Regions from separate parts of the Mus musculus genome. Here regions 1, 2, 3 and 5 are each linked to region 4. The links are chromatin contacts, called in public ChIA-PET, HiChIP or PLAC-seq and promoter capture Hi-C maps. All regions are on one chromosome and are shown on one strand. Each heading gives the region's core, a stretch centred on a gene start, on an enhancer-like site or on the middle of the called end of the contact. The rest is flanking DNA. Distances are from core to core; before and after follow the strand shown.

Region 1 (2,700 bases), core at 167-2,666, 360 kb before region 4:
AAGGATATGAGAGGTTAAGTAATTGCAACGATCTTAAAAGTGTGCTTTGAGATCTGTGAATGTCACTTATAAAGGCCATAAAAAGTGCTTTAAATGCAGTTTATAAAGGTCTAAGGAGCCTCTTTCCTTTCTGCCATTGCCATGCCATCCAGACTGAGGAAGACCTGGAAACTCCGGGGCCACCTGAGCCGAGGCCATGGTTGCATCAGGAAAACACTGCGAGCACCCAGGAGGCCACAGGAATGCTAGAGGCATCACCTCAGGATGAACTTCACAAGTGTCACCCAGGTCACTCAGGGAAAGTTGGTGTGAGGCATGACCACCTGAAGAGGAACCAGAGCTTCTGCCCAACTGTCAACCTGGATAAATTGTGGATGTTGGTCAGCGAGCAGACATGGTTCAATGCAGCTAAAACCAAGCCTGGAGCTGCTCCCATCACTGATGTTGTGTGATCAGGCTACCACACAGTTCTGGGGAAGGGAAAGCTCCTGAAGCAACCCTTCTCCTCCCATGCCCTGACTTTATCAGTCCCTCCCATGGTTATGTCAACAGCATCAACCAACAGGCAAGGGAGAGACAGGTCCTCAGGACTGAGGGGCAGGAATGGAGTTGGAACCCACTGTGTTCCCATTCCTTGCATTCCAACTGTTTTTCCATGGGGCCTCCATCCACAGGACAGGTCCCTGGCTCAGCTCAGGGAGAGGAACTCACATATCCTCCTCCCTCAGCTCTCACTGAGTGACCCTGCACCAGGAGCCTGTGCTGTTTGTATTTTGTTAATTCCACACCAACTGAGACATATATAAGAAGAGGATCCTGAATTGAGAAATTGCATCCATCCAGGACGCTTTTGGGGAAGTGTATAAGGCAATTTAAAAATTATTATTAATGATCAGTATGGAAGGGCTCAGCTCACTGCAGGTTGTCTTAGCAGGTCATCAGGGATTGTATAAGAAAGCAGGCTGAGCAAGCCATGAGCTACAAAGCTATTAGCACTGGTCCTCATCCTCTTCTTCAGTTCCTCCTTTAGAATCCTCTCAAGGTCCTGCCCTGAATCTCTTCAATGATAGACTGTGATGTGGAAGTGTAAACTGAAAGAAACCCTTTCTTTTTCAAGTTGCTTTTGGTCATGGGGTCTTATCACAGCAATGGAAACCCTCACTAAGACACAGGTGCACAAGGGCCTCACTCTGCTCCCTGCAGACTCCACCCTCTCCTGCAGCTCAGCTCCTGCCCCTCCCTTGCCCTGTAGCAGCACCACTTTATAGCTCCTGGGGATCTGATGCCCTCTCTGAACCCTGAGGTAGCAGGAATTATCTGGCAGGTCTCATTTCCATTGGGTGGCAGGATCCTGGGAAACCAACCAGCTCCTCAGCAGCGGGCGCAGGTTATAAAGTCCATGCAGCCAAGGGCCTCAGATGCCCTGTATCCCAGATGGGGCAATGGCGCTGCGAAGGCTGCTCCTGCTGTTGGTGGCCGCCCTGAAACTGACTGAGACACGCGCGGGTGAGTGCGGGGTCGGGAGGGAAACAGCGTCTGCGGAGAGGGGCTGGGGCGGCAACGGGGAAGCCGCGTCCCCACGTCGCCCACCATACCTTCCGCCCCTTCTCCACCTACATCTCGAGCACCGCACCCTGCTGGCCTCCCCGCCCGCGAACCCGGCCGGGGCTCCGGGAGGAGGTCGGAGTCTCACCGCGCGCCGTCCACAGGCTCACACTCGCTGCGGTATTTCACCACCGCCGTGTCCCGGCCTGGCCTCGGGGAGCCCCGGTTCATTATCGTCGGCTACGTGGACGACACGCAGTTCGTGCGCTTCGACAGCGACGCGGAGAATCCGAGGATGGAGCCGCGGGCGCCGTGGATGGAGCAGGAGGGGCCGGAGTATTGGGAGCGGAACACACAGGTCTCCAAGGAAAATGAGCAGAGTTTCCGAGTGAGCCTGGGGACCGCACTGAGCTACTACAACCAGAGCAAGGGAGGTGAGTGACCCCGGGTCGGAGGTCACGACCCCTCCACGTCCCCACACAGGAGCCCAGAGACCTCCCGCATCCCAAGTCCAAGGTTCGGGAGCAGAACCCACCTGGAATCGGTTTCCCTTTCAGTTTGGTTGAGCCCACAGGTGGGCGGGGCCGGACAGGTAGTCTGGGGGCGGGAGCGGGGCGGGTGGTGGCGGCCTGGGCCGGGTGGGGAGGGGGTGGGGAGCTGACCACGGGATCCCGTAGGCTCTCACACTCTCCAGTGGTTGGTTGGCTGTGACCTGGGGCCAGACGGAAGCCTACTCCGAGGGTATGAGCAGTCTGCCTACGATGGCCGCGATTACCTCGCCCTGAATGAGGATCTGATAACGTGGACAGCGGCGGACCTGGCAGCACTGAAGACCCGAAGCAAGTTGGAGCAGGCTGGTCTTGCAGAGAAGCGCAGGGCCTACCTGGAGGTCGATTGCTTGACGTGGCTCCGCAGATACCTGGAGCTCGGGAAGGAGACGCTGCTGCACACAGGTGCAGGGGCCCTCGGGCAGCTCCTCCCTCTGCCCTCGGGCTGGGGCTCAGTCCTGGGGAAGAAGAAACCCTCAGCTGGGGTGATGCCCCTGTCTCAGAGGGGAGAGAGTGACCCTGGGTCTCCTGATCCCTCATCACAGTGACTGCACTGACTCTCCCAGGGCTCAGCCTTCTCCCTGGACAGTGCCCAGGCTGTCTCAGG
Region 2 (2,700 bases), core at 1-2,500, 340 kb after region 4:
CAGCAGATCTGAGCAGTGGCTCTTCAGGTCCTGAGAGATGTGAGGTACAGTGCTGTTTCCCACTGTACAGGAACTTGGGTTTTCGTTCAGGGTGGGGAGATCCTCGCTATCATAGGCGAGCTGGTTGTACCAGAGACACAGGTGCCGATCTGGCTCCACATCGCAGCCTTGCAGCCACTGTAGTGTGTGAGAGTCTAGGAAGGACATAGTTGGTGGTCAGTCCTGTCGCAGCAACACGAGTAGAACACAGACCAACTCCAAGTAAATCCCTGCAGACTCTTGGTTTTTGAGGAACTGGGCATGTGTTGGGTGAAACTCTGGTCTAGTGAATATGGACAACCCTGGTACATCCTTGGGATGGGTTCGGATCACTCACCGTCCATGCTCTTGTTGTAAAAATGAACCAGGGTCATCAGATTCCTTTCAGACAGCTGTCCTTGAATTGTGACTATACGAGTCTGCTGCTCCCAGTTATCTGCTTCCTCCTGCTCCAGCCAGGGTGCCATCCTCGGAGTCTCCTCCTTGCTGCTGAAGCGCAGGACCTGCATGTCGTCCACATAGCCGACGATTATGAACCAGGGCTCCCCAAGGCCAGGCCGGGACACAGCGGTGTAGAAATACCTAAGCGAGTGTGAACCTGGGAGGAGGAGCGCGATGAGACCCCGACCTCCTCCTCCTCGATCCCCATCTCGATCTCGAGCGGGAGTGCGGGCCGGGAAGGGAGCAGGGCGCCAAGCTCGGGACAGCTGAAAAAGGGGGGCTGGAGGATCTTGCTGGGTGGTGCAGAGACTGGGTGGTGCTATCCCTAGCCTTCCCAGTAGAGACAGTTTCCCTCCCCGGTCTCACTCACCCAAAGGGATCCGAGTCCAGGATGGTCTGGCATCCAGCTGCAGGAGAAGGGCGCAGACCACAGCGGCCCTGAGGACCCAGGACATCTGGGACTGGGCAGATCTTGGACAGCTTTATAAACTAGAGCGACAGCGATTGTATTATCTCAGAACCCAACTTCAAATTACAGTCGCGAGTGATTGGAAAACACCAGAAAATCTGAATTTTAAAAGTAACCAAATGACACTACCTCTGGTCGCAGAATCGATTGTCCCAAACTGATCCTCTGTTTTATGTTGGAAATTCTTCCAGTGGCAAAAGCCGCCACTGGGTCTGACAATTCTGCAGGCCTACATCCTGCACCTTCTTGCTCTCAACCCTGCCTGGGGAGAGGAGGGTCGCAGAGAGAGCAGGGCGGTAAAAGGCGTTCCTTTCTCCCACGTCATGACTTCCTTTCTTGCCTTTTCATCTTAGCCCAGCGATTGGCTTCTTGTCGTCGTTATTAGCCAATCAAATAATTAGGAGAAATTGCCCTACAGAAAGTGAGAACTAGTGCCAAGTCATCAATATCTAGGCAGAAAAACTCAAGAGAAGTTGGGGATTCGAAAGTGAAACTAAGCCAATTAGGGACTCTCCCAGCTACTTTCCTCTTGAGGTCCTGAGAGTCCTTGCCTGCCAGGGATTTGCACAGACTCCCAAAGTGCCCAGAAAGCGCTGAAAGAGCTGTTCCTTCACTCCGTCTTCCCGAGACCTGTTCAGAGGCTGTCTGTGGAATCCAGGGGAGACTGCACACTGATCTCAGGCCCTCTCATGGGACACAGGACTCCTCCAGAAGGAAACATCCCAGGGCCCATGTTGGCAATAGCCAGCTTTTTGGTAGAATTCACTGGAGACCTAGGTGAGATCCCTTCTCCTGTCTGTCTGTCTGTCTGTCTGTCTGTCTGTCTGTCTGTCTCCCTTCAGGACTTTCCTTTTTAGGCCAGGCTTGCCTCAAACTCAGGAGATCCACCTGTTTCTCACCCCCGAGTGCTGGCATTAAAGACATGCACTGCCAAGGACCAGTGAGTTATATTTTCTCAATGAACCTGCCAAGTTGACTAGCTCGCATTATGGAGTTTTGCACAAGGTTGGGACTCATCTCTGAAGCAGAGTTCTCAAAGCTCACAGGGAACATGTGGCAGGATTCCATTTCTCAGTTTCTGGGCAAGGTCCCCTGTCCTTGCTGGATGGAGCAGAGCAGGAATGTTGGTTACTCTCCATGGACTTTGGGTTCTTTGGGTGGCTTTATGAAGGCCATTGGAGGAAATCTCCTGTGTAGAGTCATCACACTGTGGGTCTGGGCACAGAACGCAGTCCTTTTAATATTTGCCCTGATCAGGACAGTCCCTCAGAGTAAAGTCAGCTGGTTCGGAGCCCTAATGACTTTTGCAGAGTCCCTTCACTGAACTAGCATTTGATGGACTGACCTTGTGAAGGTTAATAGTCAGGGTGGTTATTGGGGGAGGGCTGGGGAGAAGGAGCCCAGCACTGCCTCATTCTTCTTTGTGTGGGAAATGGTTGTCAGGGGTCATGAAAATCTAATTGAGCTAGAGTGAGGGTGGTAGTGAATGAAAATGGTACAGCCATTTCACAGTTCTAGTCGTGGTGAAGGAAAAGGAAGAGCTCAGACTGAACACAGCCAGCAGAATAGACCTGGCCATGAGAGGGAGATGGGGGAAGGCAGTCGGAGGAGAGAGAGAGAGAGAGAGAGAGAGAGGGAGAGAGAGAGAGAGAGAGAGAGAGAGAGAGAGAGAGAGAGAGAGAGAGAGAGAGAGAGAGAGAGAGAGAGAACCAGGACAGGGAGAAGAAACAAAGTGGCCAAGAGCATCTAGC
Region 3 (2,700 bases), core at 67-2,566, 280 kb before region 4:
CAGTGTGTGCTCTCTGGCATGAGAATCATCTTTCTTCCAGTGTCCACACTGCACAGGCCTGGGGAACTCTGGGGCCAACTCAATTATCAGAACCCATGTCCCACACAGCTGTGACATTCATGTCCCTCACCTCATCAGCTCATACGTGTGAGTGAAGGTCAGGGAGGGAGGGAGAGGGTCAGAAATTACATAGCTTCTACCATACTATCATATTTATTCTGTGTTATAGTTGGTGACAGTTCCTCTCCTACTGTGATTGAGTCACTAAAGCAACTGCACCTTGGAAGTGCAGAAATAGAGAAGTGCAGTGGAGACAGCGATCAGTGCCCTGCTGTCTGTGGTCTGCACAGGGGTCTCTCTTCAGTGGACAAGGGGATCTCCTGTGCTGAGTCCCAGGTCTACACAGACAAACTCAGAAGGAAGATCTTTGTTTTAAAAAACAAAAACAAAACAAAGATTCCGGGCGTGGTGGCACATGCCTTTAATCCCAGCACTTGGGAGGCAGAGGCAGGTGGATTTCTGAGTTCGAGGCCAGCCTGGAGTACAAAGTGAGTTCCAGGACAGCCAGTGCTATACAGAAAAACCCTATCTCTAAAAAAAAAAAAAAAAAAACCAAAGAAGAAACAAACAAACAAACAAACAAACAAAAACCCTGCAGCCACAGCTCTTCAACTAGGAGGTAACACAAGGAATCTGTGAGAAGACAGATCCTGAGGAGAGAGGCGAAGTCTACACTTAACTGATGAGAGTCCTGCACTCAGGCTTGGAAGTGTGAGCCGCCCATTGCAGGTGAACAGAGCCTGGTCTCTATGGAGTCCATGTGGGGCTTTGCAGACCAGCGCCTCTGCTTTAAGGAGAAGCCTATCTTCACTGCATCCCCAAGTGCTTGTGTCTCCATTGTATTCCCAGAAGTGGCATTTCTTCTAGAAGACTCCAAGGTCTGACTTCTGAAGAGAAGAAGGAAGAGGAAGAGTGGAGGATAGGGCACAGAGAGTATGGCCTGCGGGTCTCTCCTGGTGTCCTGACAGCTTCTGGATCAGAACTCGGAGACACCATGACAAACAGCTCTCTGTCCCCGGCACAGGGTTCAGGCAAAGTCTTAATCTCCAGGCTGTGAGGTCAAGGGTGGGGAAGCCCATGGCTGGGGATTCCCCATCTCCCCAGTTTCACTTCTGCTCCTAACCTGGGTCAGTTCATTCTGCCAGGACACTGATGACCTGTAACAGTTCTCACCCCTATTGGGTGAGGTGATCACCGGGAACCAATCAGCGTCGGCGCGGGAGCGGGTTGTAAAGTCCACGCTGCCCACAGGAGTCAGTCGACCTGAATCCCCGAGAGGAGCAATGGCTCTAACAACGCTGCTCTTGCTGGTGGCGGCCGCCCTGACCCTGATCGAGACCCGCGCGGGTGAGTGCGGGGTCGGGAGGGAAACAGCCCCTGTGCCGCGTCCCCGCGTCGCCCACCGGACCTCCGCCCCTTCTCCACCCGAGCCCCGAGCCCTGCTCCACTCCCGGCCCGCGTACCCGACCGGGGTCCCGGGAGGAGGTCGGGGTCTCACCGCGCGCCGCCCCCAGGCCCACACTCGCTGCGGTATTTCCACACTGCTGTGTCCTGGCCCGGCCTCGTGGAGCCCCGGTTCATTATCGTCGGCTACGTGGACAACAAGCAGTTCGTGCGCTTCGACAGCGACGCGGAAAATCCGAGGATGGAGCCGCGGGCGCGGTGGATGGAGCAGGAGGGGCCGGAGTATTGGGAGCGGGAGACACAGAAAGCCAAGGGCCATGAGGAGAGTTTCCGAGTGAGCCTGAGGACCGCACAGAGATACTACAACCAGAGCAAGGGCGGTGAGTGACCCCGGGTCGGAGGTCACGACCCCTCCACGTCCCGAAACAGAGGCCGGTGAGGTCCCGGGTCCAAAGTCCGAGTTTCAGGAGCAGAACTGACCCAGGACCGGATTCCCTTTCAGTTTGGAGGAGTCCGCGGTGGGGGGTGGGGGGGGGGGTGGGCGGAGGAGGGACTGACCACTGGGTCCCGCAGGCTCTCACACACTCCAGTGGATGTATGGCTGTGACGTGGGGTCCGACGAGCGCCTCCTCCGCGGGTACCTGCAGTTCGCCTATGAAGGCCGCGATTACATCGCCCTGAACGAAGACCTGAAAACCTGGACGGCGGCGGACATGGCTGCACAGATCACCCTACACAAGTGGGAGCAGGCTGGTATTGCAGAGAGAGACCGGGCCTACCTGGAGGGCGCTTGCGTGCAGTCGCTCCGCAGATACCTGCAGCTCCGGAAGGAGACGCTGCTGTGCACAGGTGCAGGGGCCGCGGGCAGCTCCTCCCTCTGCCCTCGGGCTGGGGCTCAGTCCTGGGGAAGAAGAAACCCTCAGCTGGGTGATGCCCCTGTCTCACAGGGGAGAGAGTGACCCTGGGTCTCCTGATCCCTCATCACAGTGACTGCACTGACTCTCCCAGGGCTCAGCCTTCTCCCTGGACAGTGCCCAGGCTGTCTCAGGAGGGAAGGAGAGAATTTCCCTGAGGTAACAACAGCTGCTCCCTTCAGTTGCCCTGTAGCCTCTGTCAGCCATGGCCTCTCCCAGGCCGGGTTCTCAGCCCACACCCACTGTCTGTAGACACTGACTCCTGTCCTGCTGAGTGTGTCAGCCCTTACACCTCATGACCTGAAGTCTCCTTTACCCGATG
Region 4 (2,700 bases), core at 151-2,650:
TCTTCCATCATTTAAAAATTAAGGACCGTTCATGAATTTCCGTGTCATGCTTGTATAGGGGCCGCATTAGTCTTCTCTGTATCTTTCCAATTTTAGTATATGTGTTGCCGAAGCCAGCACCACTCCACACAGATCTTGACATCTTCTGTGTGTGCGTTTGATTTCTTTGTGTTGCTTTGGGGCGGGGAGAAGGACTGGTTAGTTGCTTGGGTTTTGTTGTCTCACTGTGTAGCCCTGGCTAGCCTGGAACTCAGAGAGATTCTCCTGCCTCTGCCACTCGAGTGCTGGAACTAAAGACCTGTACTCCTAACAGCAAGATAGTTGGTTGGGGTTTTTGTTTGTTTGTTTTGTTTTGTTTGAGACAAGGTCTCAAGTTCAACTACGATGCCAAGGAAGGCTGACCTTCAGTTCTTTATCACCAGAGGCTAATTACAGGTGTGTGCCACAAACCCCGAGGTAATCTATAAAGTCAGATCTCACCATTTAGCGAATACTAAACGGCAGACACAAGCTCCTATAATCAGAAGACAAAGTGAGCCACACGCAGGCCCTGAGGTACAGGATCCTCAGAGAACGGAGCCACCCACCCCCAAACATCCAGAGTGACTGAGCCAGAGGGAAGCCAAGAGCAGGCAGGAACAGGTGGGACTCAGGTGGGAAGAACAGCAAGAAAAACAAGGACCATCTCTCCCTGTTCTCAAGCATTCTACTGTGTGTGACCTGTCCCTACAGTGAGTGCCACACGAGTCTGGACACACCTCCATCCTTCTCAGCCACTCAGTTGTAGGCCAGCCGGGCGGTGGCTGGGAGAGGGGGTGCTGAAAAGAATTGCCTGGCCAGAAAGGGAGCCTGGGAGCGTTGCTCATTGGGCGGTGACCTCGTCTCTTGGCACAACCCGGCAACCACGGAGCGTGGCTGGTCTGGTAGGTTGGGCGTCAGGCTGGCTCCCTCTGGCCTGGGCAGCTTAACCGAGCATGTCCGTAAGCATGGCACCGGAGGTTGAGGGGTAGGCACCGATAGGATGACTCAGTGGGCTACATATGCGCGCACCTGTCCTCTTGGAGTTAGGTTCTCCCCTCACCCAAGAAAAGAGAGGTCCTCGCTCTCTTTTCGGAATAGTTTCTCGGAAAGTCAGGACCCTCTGCTTTGGATGGAGAGTCAAAATCCCGGGGCAGCAAACATAACTGGGGTTCCCCAACCCGCTCCCCTTGCCTCTTGCTCGTCCCCGCCTCAGTCCCTACCTCTCATGGCTCTCCGGGGCGGACCCGGGCGTCAGGCCCCGGCTTGGGGCCTCCTCGGCGGCGGGGCGCGGGAGGGGAGCGCAGGCGCCGGCGGGGCTCGGGTGTCGGGAGGCGGCTCCCGCGAGCAGCTGTCGGGGGCCTGTTCCGGGGAGAGGAGCCAGCGCGGGGCCGGATCGCGCCCAGGCGCCGCCTCCCCGCGCCCGTCCCCCGCCGGTACTCCCGCCCCGGCGCCCGCGCTCCCACGCCCGGCGCCGCCCCTCGCTCCTCTCCTAGTGCGGTACCCGCCCTGCAAGTGCTCCCCAGCGCGTAGCCTCCACTAGGTGATCCGCACGCCCATCCCCCGCCACCCCGATGCTGGGGTACAGCAGCACCATCAGGGGCCCGCTAAGCCCCCTAGGGACCCCGCGCGGTGGCTCGGGGGTGGGGAGAGTTGGCGCCGTCCCTCCTCCCCTTTTTCTGGGCTCGGTTCCTGGAGAGAGGGAGAGAAGCACGGAGAAGCGGCCCCAGGGCACGCAGGAAGGAACGGGTTCCCACAGGCCCAGCACCGGAGCGAGAGCTGCAGCCCGGCTGGGGGAAGGGAGCCGGGCTCACCTGTCTAGCCAGACCCTCTAGGTTCACACTCCACCCCATTTGTCACCATTTGGCACACACCCCTCCTCCGGATCCCAACCTAAATCACTCCCCCCATCCCCGCGCGCCCCAAGTCTGAGAGCCGGTCACACTCTTTTAGTCTCAACTTTTTTCTGTTCCCTTCTTCCAGAACCTCTCCCCAGCTTGGCAGCTCCCTCCTGTCTTCTCAGGATCCCTGAGATTCAAACCCCCAAGCTCCGGATCCCCCTGGGATCCCTGCTTCATCCAGGCTAACTCTGCAGTCTTTCTCAGGCAAGCCTCCCTCAGTCCCAGTCAGTCAGCTCGGTCCCTGGTGGAAGCCGCAGAGTCTGGCTTCTGGCAAGGAGAAGGGCAAAATGGAGCCAAGACGAGGTGGGGGTGGGGGAGGAAGATAGATAGGCGCCCTGAAAAATAAAGACACTGCCCAAAGCACAGGAACGCATGACCCAGGGATACAAGGAGACAATGAACGGAGAGAGCTGCTGAGCCATGGACCGGAGAGATAGAGGCAGGGAGGACAACAGAGCTAGTGTGGGAGTGTGGGAGGTGTTCCGTCCCATTCAGCACCACCTGTCATTCCTACCTCTCTCCAACGCCACCCCCCCCCCCATACCTGCCAAGTCCCCGGATAATGTCAGGTCACAGTAAAGTCTCCGGTCTCACCACCCGGTTACAAACACATCCCAACTGACTCAAAACTCACACCCAAAAAGCATTTCCAAAGAGTCTCAAGAAAGACACGAAGTCCAAACAAACCAAGACAAGTACACACAAAAAACCTACCAGGAAGATAAGCTGCCCCTAGGGAGAAGCCAAGGCAGGCTGGGTCTCCAGTTTACAAACCCAGGGA
Region 5 (2,700 bases), core at 72-2,571, 440 kb after region 4:
AATGGCAAAAAAGTAATTTAATATGTGTTTGAGTTCATTTCAAGATCAGATATTAGGGCCATATGCTCTTGGTAGGATGCCACCACTGAGTCTTCCACTGTGGTCATCTTGCAGACCAACATTAACTGTCAGTTCAAGTGAACAGCCATCACAAAGTGTGCAGCCAGAGAAAATGACTCCCTGCCCCTGACTCTGGGGGACAAGGTACAGGTATGTTACACAGGACCCCTGGAGTGAGCTGTGGACCCCAGTGCAGCACTCACTGGAACACACTGGGCCCACAGGGAGGGCTCACTATAGCCCTGGATTTCAGAAGACCCTGTCACTCAGAAAGTCCAATTCCTGATTCACTAGGGGGAGCACTGTAATTTGTGGGGGCAGAGAGACAGCAGGAGGCTTCTGCATGTTTAGGTCTGACAGGAAACAGTGTAATCTCACAATAATCGATCTTTTAATGAGAACCCTGACTTATCTTGTGTAATTATCCAGGTTAGCAATGTAGACTGATACAAATGATAATAGGAGGGCAGGGAGAAACAGGATCACTCCAGTGCAGACAAAAACTGACTAGAAACAAAATAACGCCTTCAAAAAAAAAAAATAAAGAAAGAAAGAAAAAAGAAAGAAGAAAAAGAAAAGAGAAAAAAGAAAAAGAAATTCCAGTATTTATATTCCTCCAGGGTAGCCCATAAGGGCTCATGTGACCATTCACCACTGTAGGAATAGAAAGAATTGTGTTACAGACAGGGAGGGATCTGGGAGAATGTATTCTTTGAAAATTCTAGAAACTGGGGCAACCAGCCTAGTGTTGGGGAGTCCATGTCTCCCATCAGGTAAAGGCGACTTCAGGTCCTGAGGTGTAAGGGCTGACACACTCAGCAGGACAGGAGTCCATGTCCACAGACAGTGGGTGTGGGCAGAGAATCCAGACTAGGAGAGGCCATGGCTGACAGAGGCTATAGGGGAACTGAAGGGAGCAGCTGTTGTCACCTCAGGGAAATTCTCTCCTTCCCTCCTGAGACAGCCTGGGCACTGTCCAGGGAGAAGGCTGAGCCCTGGAAGAGTCAGTGCAGTCACTGTGACAAGGGATCAAGAGACCCAGGGACACACTCTCCCTTCTGGGACAGGGGCATCACCCCAGCTGAGGGTTTCTTCTTCCCCAGGACTGAGCCCCAGCCCGAGGGCAGAGGGAGGAGCTGCCCGCGGCCCCTGCACCTGTGCGCAGCAGCGTCTCCTTCCCGAGCTGCAGGTATCTGCGGAGCGACTCCACGCACTCGCCCTCTAGGTAGGCCTTGTAATGCTCTGCAGCACCAGCCTGCTCCCACTTGCGTCGGGTGATCAGCGCTGCCAGGTCCGCCGCCGTCCACGTGTTCAAGTCTTCGTTCAGGGCGATGTAATCTCGGCCATCATAAGCGAACTGTAGGTATCCGCGGAGGAGGCGCCCGTCCGACCCCACGTCACAGCCGAACAACAGCTGGAACGTGTGAAGGCCTGCGGGATCCCAAGGTCAGCGCCGCTCACCCGCACCGCCCCCGCTCGCCCTGGCCTAGTCCACCAGCGGACTCCTCCAAAGTGAAAGGGAAACCGGTCCTGGGTCGGTTCTGCTCCCGAACCTAGACTTGGGATTGGAGATCTCCGGCCCCTGTCTAGGGACATTTCGAGCTCGTGACCTCCCACCCAGGGTCACTCACCGCCTTCACTCTGGTTGTAGTAGCGCTGCGCGGTCCTCAGGCTCCCTCGGAAACTCTGCTCATTGCGCTTGGCGATCTGTGTCTCCCGCTCCCAATACTCCCGCCCCTCGTGCTCCATCCATGGAGCCCGCGGCTCATACCTCGGATTCTCCGCGTCGCCGTCGAAGCGCACGAACTGCGTGTCGTCCACGTAGCCGACAGAGATGAATCGGGGTTCCCGGAGGCCAGGGCGGGACAAGGCGGTCTCGAAATACCGCATCGAGTGTGAGCCTGGGGGCGGCGCGCGGTGAGACCCGGACCTCCTCACGGGACTCCGGCCCACTGCGCGGGCCGGGAGGGGAGCAGGGCGCCGGGCTCCGGATGCGGGTGTAGAAGGGCGGAGGGTCTTGTGAGCGACGGGGGGACGCGGATTCCACAGTGCCGTCCCCGCCCCTCCACGCAGAGGCCGTTTCCCTCCCGACCCCGCACTCACCCGCGCGGGTCTCGATCAGGGTCAGGGCGGCCGCCAGCAGCAGGAGCAGCATTCGCTGCGCCATTGTCCCATCTGGGATACAGGGCATTTGAGGCCCTCGGGCTGCTTGGACTTTATAACCAGCGCCCGCGGAGGAGCTGTTGGTTCCTTCCCCAGGATCCTGCCACCCAATGGAGATGAGACCTGCCAGATAATTCCTGCTACCTCCGGGTCCAGAGAGGGCATCAGATCCCCAGGAGCTATAAAGTGGTGCTGCTCCAGGGCAAGGGAGGGGCAGGAGCTGAGCTGCAGGAGAGGGTGGTGTCTGCAGGGAGCAGAGTGAGGCCCTTGTGCACCTGTGTCTTAGTGAGGGTTTCCATTGCTGTGATAAGACCCCATGACCAAAAGCAACTTGAGGAAGAAAGGGTTTCTTTCAGTTTACACTTCCACATCTCAGTCTATCATTGAAGAGATTCATGGCAGGACCTTGAGAGAGGATTCTAAGTAGGAACTGAAGCAGAGACCATGAGGATCAGTGCTAATAGCTTTGTAGTTTAT

What was found. Promoter capture Hi-C pulls out the DNA fragments that hold promoters and counts their contacts. ChIA-PET counts read pairs in DNA pulled down with a chosen protein or histone mark. HiChIP or PLAC-seq counts read pairs in DNA pulled down with a chosen protein or histone mark. Capture Hi-C pulls out chosen DNA fragments and counts their contacts.
Region 1: a contact with region 4 is called in a promoter capture Hi-C map of adipose tissue. The contact joins the promoter of H2-Q2 here to the promoter of Ddr1 in region 4. A contact is called at or near these places in 3 of 39 promoter capture datasets (cranial neural crest, hematopoietic stem and progenitor cells and liver) and 2 of 9 other capture datasets (adipose tissue and macrophages).
Region 2: an RNA polymerase II ChIA-PET map of memory CD8 T cells shows a contact between it and region 4, with 8 read pairs. The contact joins the promoter of H2-T22 here to the promoter of Ddr1 in region 4. A contact is called at or near these places in 1 of 115 datasets of contacts at active chromatin or transcription factors (memory CD8 T cells) and 2 of 9 other capture datasets (adipose tissue and liver).
Region 3: a contact with region 4 is called in an H3K4me3 HiChIP or PLAC-seq map of embryonic stem cells, with 16 read pairs. The contact joins the promoter of H2-Q6 here to the promoter of Ddr1 in region 4. A contact is called at or near these places in 4 of 115 datasets of contacts at active chromatin or transcription factors (embryonic stem cells, neural tube and pancreatic cancer cells).
Region 5: a contact with region 4 is called in a promoter capture Hi-C map of embryonic stem cells, with 3 times the contacts expected there. The contact joins the promoter of 2410017I17Rik here to the promoter of Ddr1 in region 4. A contact is called at or near these places in 2 of 39 promoter capture datasets (embryonic stem cells and pre-B cells).

What each region holds. Positions count from the first base shown.
Region 1 is chr17:35,340,891-35,343,590 of GRCm38.p6, forward strand. It overlaps H2-Q2 (histocompatibility 2, Q region locus 2), which reads left to right and starts at 1,417. Exons shown (of 8, transcript NM_010392.3): 1 at 1,417-1,506; 2 at 1,710-1,979; 3 at 2,223-2,498. The coding sequence starts at 1,443.
Region 2 is chr17:36,041,492-36,044,191 of GRCm38.p6, forward strand. It overlaps H2-T22 (histocompatibility 2, T region locus 22), which reads right to left and starts at 1,251. Exons shown (of 9, transcript NM_010397.5): 1 at 851-1,251; 2 at 377-637; 3 at 1-194. The coding sequence starts at 935. It overlaps Gm6034 (predicted gene 6034), which reads left to right and starts at 1,470. Exons shown (of 3, transcript NM_001034909.3): 1 at 1,470-1,726. The coding sequence starts at 1,639.
Region 3 is chr17:35,423,534-35,426,233 of GRCm38.p6, forward strand. H2-Q6 (histocompatibility 2, Q region locus 6) reads left to right here and starts at 1,317. Exons shown (of 7, transcript NM_207648.2): 1 at 1,317-1,407; 2 at 1,575-1,844; 3 at 2,038-2,313. The coding sequence starts at 1,344.
Region 4 is chr17:35,699,190-35,701,889 of GRCm38.p6, forward strand. Ddr1 (discoidin domain receptor family, member 1) reads right to left here and starts at 1,401. Exons shown (of 18, transcript NM_001198833.1): 1 at 1,242-1,401. It overlaps LOC115488883 (a small nuclear RNA gene), which reads right to left and starts at 120; the gene lies at 14-120.
Region 5 is chr17:36,143,697-36,146,396 of GRCm38.p6, forward strand. It overlaps 2410017I17Rik (RIKEN cDNA 2410017I17 gene), which reads left to right and starts at 1,322. Exons shown (of 4, transcript NR_033517.1): 1 at 1,322-1,506. Gm10499 (predicted gene 10499) reads right to left here and starts at 2,253. Exons shown (of 8, transcript NM_001370818.1): 1 at 2,164-2,253; 2 at 1,692-1,961; 3 at 1,216-1,491. The coding sequence starts at 2,227. It also overlaps a transcript of Gm8909 not described here.